2 separate regions of the Mus musculus genome follow, and region 1 is linked to region 2. A link is a contact called in public promoter capture Hi-C data. All regions are on one chromosome and are shown on one strand. Each heading gives the region's core, a stretch centred on a gene start, on an enhancer-like site or on the middle of the called end of the contact. The rest is flanking DNA. Distances are from core to core; before and after follow the strand shown.

What was found. Promoter capture Hi-C pulls out the DNA fragments that hold promoters and counts their contacts.
Region 1: a contact with region 2 is called in a promoter capture Hi-C map of liver, with 3 times the contacts expected there. The contact joins the promoter of Plcb2 here to the promoter of Oip5os1 in region 2. A contact is called at or near these places in 2 of 39 promoter capture datasets (liver and pre-B cells).

The regions. Positions count from the first base shown.
Region 1 is chr2:118,726,092-118,729,972 of GRCm38.p6, forward strand. It overlaps Plcb2 (phospholipase C, beta 2), which reads right to left and starts at 2,347. Exons shown (of 32, transcript NM_177568.2): 1 at 2,147-2,347. The coding sequence starts at 2,230.
Region 2 is chr2:119,591,974-119,595,646 of GRCm38.p6, forward strand. It overlaps Oip5os1 (Opa interacting protein 5, opposite strand 1), which reads left to right and starts at 2,323. Exons shown (of 3, transcript NR_027832.1): 1 at 2,323-2,461.

The DNA.
Region 1 (3,881 bases), core at 1,097-3,596, 870 kb before region 2:
GAGCTGGTCTCTAGGCTGGGAAACCCAGAAGGTGTGGGGCAGACTGCCTCTGATTGCAGTTGCCTGTACAGTAAAATGTGAGTGTTTGCTGGACCCAAAGCCGACACATGTGTGAGGAATGGGCAGAAAAGGCCCAGAGCTGCAGGGAGGAAACCAGTGAGAGGGAGCTGAAAACAATCGTGAGTGAGTCCCTGAATAGAGAGGTATTGGGAGATTTCAAGCAAGCCAGCCCCAATACATGGAGGAGGGTCTCCCCAAATCATCAAAAAGGTCACCAGAGAAAGAATAAGTGTCAAGTTCTGTCAGGCTTAGAAACTCCAAGCCAGCAGTCGACAGCATATATTCAAGAAAGAACTCTCATTCTTCCTTGCGCCCCACGTAGGAAGCCCTGGAAGAGAAAGAACGGAGGACCCCCCTTTCCAGGAAGCCTGCAGTTGCCCCCACCTCATCCTGGAAGGAGAAGGGCAAAATGCAAGCCAAAGCACGGTTAGAGCTTCACTTCTAATGTGTTCCTAGAAAAGGACTGGGCGTTGTGGGGACCCCTGGACTATTGCCTAAGGGTGAAGGTCATGTCTGAGAGCTTGCTGAGTTTCTTTCTATAGCCAGGAAAGGTTTCCCCTCTAAGTACGTTCTGAAGGGGCTGTGGGAGACTAGACAGAGTCAGGTTTGGTTCTATCCTTTCTACTACAGTTATCAATATAGAGCCATATATCTACTAACTGTGCCAAAGCTATCCAAGAGCAAAACCTGGTTCATAGGTCATGTGTCCCATGCCTGGGCTTGGGACATTCTTGCTCATGCAAGTCAGAGTTCAGGGACCACACAGCACTCTGGGTTGGGGAAGGGAATTGGTCAACCAGACACACAGGTTGGAGAAAGAATCACATGCCTTATCCCTGATGACCTACAGCCCCCCTCAGGTTATACAGGCTTCCCAGAGGAACTGAGAGAGTCACTTCACTTTTCATTGTGAGTCATTTTCCTCCTTCCATAGACTCTGAGACACGCCACATCACCACCATGTCACCAGCATGCCACCACCATGCCACACCAACCAAAACTTCTAGAGACCAACTTCTAGAGAAACAGAAAGCATTTCATGCCAGGGCCCCATCCCCACAGTTTTGACAGCCAGATGCCTTAACGTAACAAAGCCCTGAAGGGTCTAGCTTCAGACTCCCCTCAGTTCATAGAGAAACTAGACTAGCCAATCCAGGGAGCTGAAGTAATTGTAGGTGACCTCCTAAATGTCATGCGCTGTTGAGAACATCAGGCCTTCCTGAGGCCAGGCTAGAGCACTCTTAAGGAGGCCTATCCCTCTCTGAGTGACAGTTCTCATTTTATTCTTCTTAGACCAAAAGATTCTATGGTTAGTGGCTGTGTCTTCAGCCCAGAAGGACCAGAGACGAGTTAGGAAGGCGCAGACTCTGGGCTGGGGTGCAGATGGTCTTCCCTCCCCGGCCGGATGACAGGTTGGCAGGTAATAGAAGGCTGAGCTGAGCTGAGCCACCATGGGGGAAGCAGAAGTCAGTAAGTTCCTTCTCAGACCCCAGTCTTTGAGCCTCCCGTTTTCAACTGGATCCACGGCCCTTTTGTAACTCTTGCCACAGTAGTAGCTTGAGATAGAATATGGCTTCCCTGGGACAGGACACAGTTTGTTCTGCACACTGGGATGGTGCAGCTGGTTATGGGCCTCCTGCCAGAGCAAATTTGGGGTGTCCGTGCTGGGAAGAGGACCTGACTGACCTCTCTTCCTGATCTCAGCTGAGGTGGGAGGAGAGGGACATGCATTCCCCCTACCAACACTGAAGTTACTAGAAACAAACCTTTATCATCTTCGGGGATTTGAAAAGGGCAAATCAGGTCCAAAGATTTCTGACTCTGACTCCCCCCCACACACACACACAAACACACATAGCCCCCTCTCTTATTCCCAAACACAGAGGCTTCCTTCCCTACAGCAGCCAGGAGCACCCACCCTCACCCCAGACTTGTTTATCTAGATAGACTGTTGTGACAGACACATAGGCGCCTGGGTGCTGGGAAGACATAAACCAACCCTCCGTTCTGCAAAGCTCCCAAGCAGCCCAGCCCCCACCGTCCCGGGGGCTGGGGATTTGAGGGGGGGGAGGCGAACCCTACTCACATCGTCCCACTTGATGAAGCGCTCCCCTTGGCTCAGATATGCCTTCACGTTAGGGGGCAATAGAACAGGGTTGAGCAAAGACATGATGTCAAGTGTCCCTCTTTGGAGAGGTTGGGCAAACCTCTCCAGGGGACAGGAGAAGAGAAGGAAGAAGGGTGAACAGGAGAGGAAGCTTAGGCTAGGCTCACATGGCACCCGCCCAGTACTGGTCCGGAAGTCGGGTGCTCTTATAGCCTGCGGGGTGGCAGTAGCTGGATGCAGGACTCAGAGCTTCAGGCCAGGGCCCAGTTGATCTGCCTTGTAAATCAGCCTCCTCCTCCTCCTCCTCCTGAAGCCGGGGGCTGCAGTAGCTGTTTTGCCCAAGGGGGCTGAGCTCCCCTCCTGGGAGTTCCTCCCCCACCCCCTGCCTCAGCACTTCCTGCTCTGGGCTTCCTTCTCTGGGCTGCTGTGAACTGAGGGGCGGGCTATGAGATCTAGAAATGTTGGGGCCAGGACCCCGTTACAAAGACAGGCTTTACTCAGATTTACACACCCCCCCCCCCCGCCAATGGAAGAAAGTGATATATCATGGAGGGGGGTGGGAGATACCATTCCTGAGCCTTGGGCTGAGGCAAGAACACAAACAGTTCTTTAGGAAAAGGGTCCTCCACAGAGCAGGGGTTCTGTCCTCAGAGGGCGGGATCTGGAAGTGGGAGTCAGGGATGGGCCGGGTCCCAGCTGGCACTGAGTGTTTTGAATAAGCAAAGTCTCTCGGACACCCAGCTCCTCTTTCTCAGTGCTTCCTCCCCATGAAAATGAGAGCCAGGTGAGGCAGTATGCCTCTCACCCATGACACTTCTCTGCATCTTTGAACCTTTCAATGAATACCTAAAAACTCCACTGCCCAGCAGCTGCCTCACAGCCTAAGAGGCCCTTTGCTGCCGCCAGCACTGGAGTGTTCCTTCATGCACTGTGTTGCCTCACACACAGATCCTGGAGGAGAGAGGTTCTGAGAGGCAGACCAGAGCCTGCTCTAGCCCCCTGTTCAGGGTTTAGCCCACTCTAACCCAGTTCGGTTCTAGGTGTTGTGATCCTTACATCGTCCATATCTATCCCAGAGGCTCAGTTCCAGCCCAGCTCAGGCCCCAGTCACTTCCTCTTACCTAATAATGCACTCTTATCAAATGGCTTAGCACCGTTGGGGAGGCTAGAAGCTTAACCCATGATTTCCTTCCCCTCTGAGGCCCTGGCCTTCTGCAACAGGTCCCATCAGGGGTCTGTGTGCCACCCCTGACAACTGTGAACTACCCTCTCCAGGCCCTGGAACTACTGGCTAGGAGCCAGTGCATGAGAGTAGGGGCGGGCAAGAGAGAACAGGTTTAGATGAACAGGTTAGTTAGGGTTAGTGAGAATCAAAAGGTAAACTGTGGGTCTCTGGCACTAGAGGGATGGGGTCAGGAGTTCAAGACTAGGCTACAAGAGAGCCTGCCCACCTCCCACCCCACCCCCAATAAAAGTAGTGAACTTCTCAAAGAAAGCTAGCTTAGAAATTAATTGTCCCCAGAAAAGCAATTCTAAGACCAGATCTGAATGAACGGCCTGGAAACCGGCTCCCAAACTCCTGCAGGTGACAGGTGTTCCAACCCCTCCCTCAGTGTCTCTCCTCAAGCCCTGCCTTCAGCCTTGGATCTCCCTGGGAGACTCCTGGGAGCCCCTGCACATCTGGCTGTCTCTGTGGGATCAGGTTTCCTGTCTG
Region 2 (3,673 bases), core at 1,073-3,572:
CACCAGAAGAGGGCATTGAGTCCCATTACAGATGTTTGTGAGTCACAATGTGATTGCTGGGAATTGAACTCAGGACCTCTGAAAGAGCAGTCAGTGCTCTTAACCACCAAGCCATCTCTCCAGCTTGAGAAACCCTGTCTTAAAAAAACAAAACAAAAAAGTTATACTTAGTACAGTGCTACAATAATTAAGACTGTGTGGTATTCTTCAGCCTCAATTTTGGGTGTGGGGTGATGAGGGGACATGGTTTGTTTATATGGTCTCAGCTATTCTGGAATGCCACTCTGTTGACCAGGATGGCCTCAAACTCATAGAAATCTGCTTGCCTCTGCCTCCTGAGTGCTGGTTTAAAGGTGTGCACCACCACTACCCCAGCCCCAATTCTTAAAAGTAAAAATTTTCAAGAAAAATAAAAACTATAAACTTAACCAAATGAGTTGGGATTGAGGTGGCCAAGGTGGGAGGATTGCTAGAAGCTTGAAGTACGTGCTAGAGATGGCCCAGCAGTTAGAGTCCTTCTTGCTCATGTAGGGACCCACCCAGGCATGAGTCTTAGCCCTGCCATGGTGACTCACAATGATCCCTGACTCCAGATCCTTGGGATCTGATACCTCCTCAGGCACTAAGCAAGTGTGTGGTACATGTACATGCATAATCACAGGCAAAATAATTTACATAAATTTAATCTAAAAATATATCAAATCAAAATACATGAAAAAAATGGATATGGGTGTATTAAACAGATATAGCTCTGATAAGTGCTTGTCTAATATGCATGCAGTCTGAGTTTTCACTACATGTGAGCACACACACATACACCTCAGGCAGGAGAATTCCTCACCTATACCCCATATAAATAGGAAAGACATAGCACCATGGTTTGATGGTAACAGCCCTGCAGTGTCACCTGAACCCCTGCTTAAGTGAGTTGAGGAGGGACAAGACTGTTTCTGCTGGTTCTTTGGGCAGCCCTTCGGCTTAGCCCAGGCCTCATTGCTTGATATCGCTCCTTTGGATTACTGTTGTCTGTGCATCTGTCTGTCCCTACTCAGTCCTGCACCTCACCATATTCCTCCGTTGACACTCACCTGGACCCCTCAGCTAGCTTCAATACTCTGTGTCTTTCTAAATGAGTTCATCAATATCTAACTGTGGTGACTTTTCCCATTTATATCAGCTCTGTCTGGATGTAGTAAAACCTCACTGAACACAGAGGTTTGTGTAATCCTTTGCAGGCCTTCTGTAGTCTAAGTATATACAGATATACAGTGTGCCTATTCATACACAGAGACATACGGTGCAGTGATGTGTGATCTGATAGTAGCTAACACTCAAAGAACCTGTCTTTGGATGGAGGACATTGTTGCTCACTTGAGATTCAGGACATAACCAGTGTGGTAATTCTGTTACATTGCAATTTGAGGCCAGCCTGGGATACACAAGGTCTCTGTCACCAGCCCAGCTATAAAGGGAAATCAAGGCTGATGGCCAGTTGCAGCCAATAAATCAATGTAGCTTGTGAATTTATTATTATTCAATAGGTTCTAACATTCTAATAATAATAACGAATAATGTAATTATTATTATTATTATTATTTTATTAGCCAATAGATTCAATAGACAACTGTGTTTTGTCTTTGTATGGCATAGCATCCTTATCACAGAGGGAAGCATAGAAATTTGGATTTAATAAATGGCCTAGTGATAACCCCGTCATTTAGGAAGCACTGCTTATCCAGAAGAACGTGTGTCATCACCTGGAAGAGTCACACTATTGCCTTCACTACCTCTCCTGGAAATACCGCTAAAGGATCTCTAAATCCTACAACTGGAACAAACAACAAATGCAGTTTAACATTTTCTCAGGCAGCGGGCAGGCCCTTTTAAGGTGAGGAAAACTACGCTACTGTATTGACCTTTAAACAGCAGGCAACATTCTCTCAAGTGGGTCAAAGTCAGAAGAACTGACACCATGAAATTGTTCCTCTGGGTGTAGTGTTAGTCCGGGTATAAAAATCCTTTAGCCAAGAGAGGAATTACTAGTAACAGTATATTTTTACAGTAACGATAATTTAAAATAGTCATTTGGCCTTGTAGTGCTATCTTACTAAAAAGTGAGACTGCCTCCGTGCGGAATGTTTTTCCTCAAGTGAATTACAACAACCCTTTTCCTCCTTAACTTCAACTGGAGCACTAAGCTCCAACAACAAAAAATAGAACCAGAGAGAGGGATTGATTGAAGTACTTCCCAGCCAATCCGCGATGGAAAAAGAGCGCGCGAGCAAGGTGCTGTCCAATCATCACTCGGAGGCGGGGCGGAGCCTTTCGCGCCTCCGCCCCTGGGTTGGCGGACAGGGGAAGGAGCGAAGATGGCGGAGTGAGGCGTGCCCCGGGCAGCTGGCCTGCGGGCCCGGGGCAGGCCTCCCGTGAGAAGCGGAGTACTTGTGCTGGACCGTGTGAGGTGAGCTGAGAAGTCCGTCTGTCTATCGGGAGACGAGCAGCCGGTGGGGCGGCACAACTCGGGACGGGGTAGCGGCGAGCCTAATGAGGGAGCCGGCGAGGCCTGGGCCTGACAGGGCTTTGCATTCGCAGCCGCGTCCGGTCGGCTCCGCCGCCTCCGGGTATGTGGCCGCGTCCTTCCCTTACCAGCGCTCCACGCCCTTCCTTGCGCCCTTCGCTTTGGCCGCTGCGTGCTTTGCCCTGGTTCTCTGAGTTGCACGTACGCCGGCCGTATCGGGAAGCCGCTGTGTGCACCTCCCTTTTATTTTTCTAAGACTATCTCTGTATTGTTTGACCCTTTACCGAAGGCGTCACCGGTTGAGGTTGACAGGCCTGTTGCAGCTCTGGGCATTTTGTGTCCCTGGCGCGTTGACCTTGAGATTTGCTGTAAGAGGCTCCCTCTGGTATTTTCATTTGAGTATGTGTATTACAGATAGACTCTTGCAGCCTTTACCTCATACTCGCCCCTGCCAAACTTTTATGACCGTAGTAAGCAGCTTTGTCCTTGGACGTCCTGATAATGCCCTTATGGCGCATTAGTTTCGGCAAACGGGTCTCAGTGGAATTCACCTATGTTGATTTCTTACCCAGGATCAAGGGAAACGGCTTACGATGCTTTTCTTTTCGTTTTTTTAGAACTATAGTTCTGGAAGTACTGCTGGAATCTCATTTGTGTAGTTGGTGTACACTGGTGACAGTGTAGTACTAACAAGATATTTATATTTGATTCTTATTTAATTTTATCTCTTTGTAATTGGGAGCCCCCTTACTTTTATTGGTATTCAGCTAAATTCTCGGAAAGTCTTTGCTTCTGAATTCTGGATCGGGGAGACATTTGCTGCGTGTGTTGGTGCTCAGGGCCAGAAATTTACATCTATCAAAACCTTGTTTCAGAAATAAACTGGCATATTAGTGAGAGCCAGTTCAAATGGAAAAATCATAATGTGAGTGAATGTTTGTGATAGATTATATGGTTTTTGTTAGCCCTAGACTTAGCAGAGCTGAAGCAGGAAGCACTTGCTTAGGGGGTGAAAAAAAAACCAAAAAACAAAACCCCTCCCCTTTAGCACAAGTAGTTTTTCTTTTTAATATGATCCACAAGTAGAAAAAAATAGGTATGAGCCAGAGGAAGGGAATATAACATCCTTCCTCATCTTAAAAAAGAGAAAGTCGT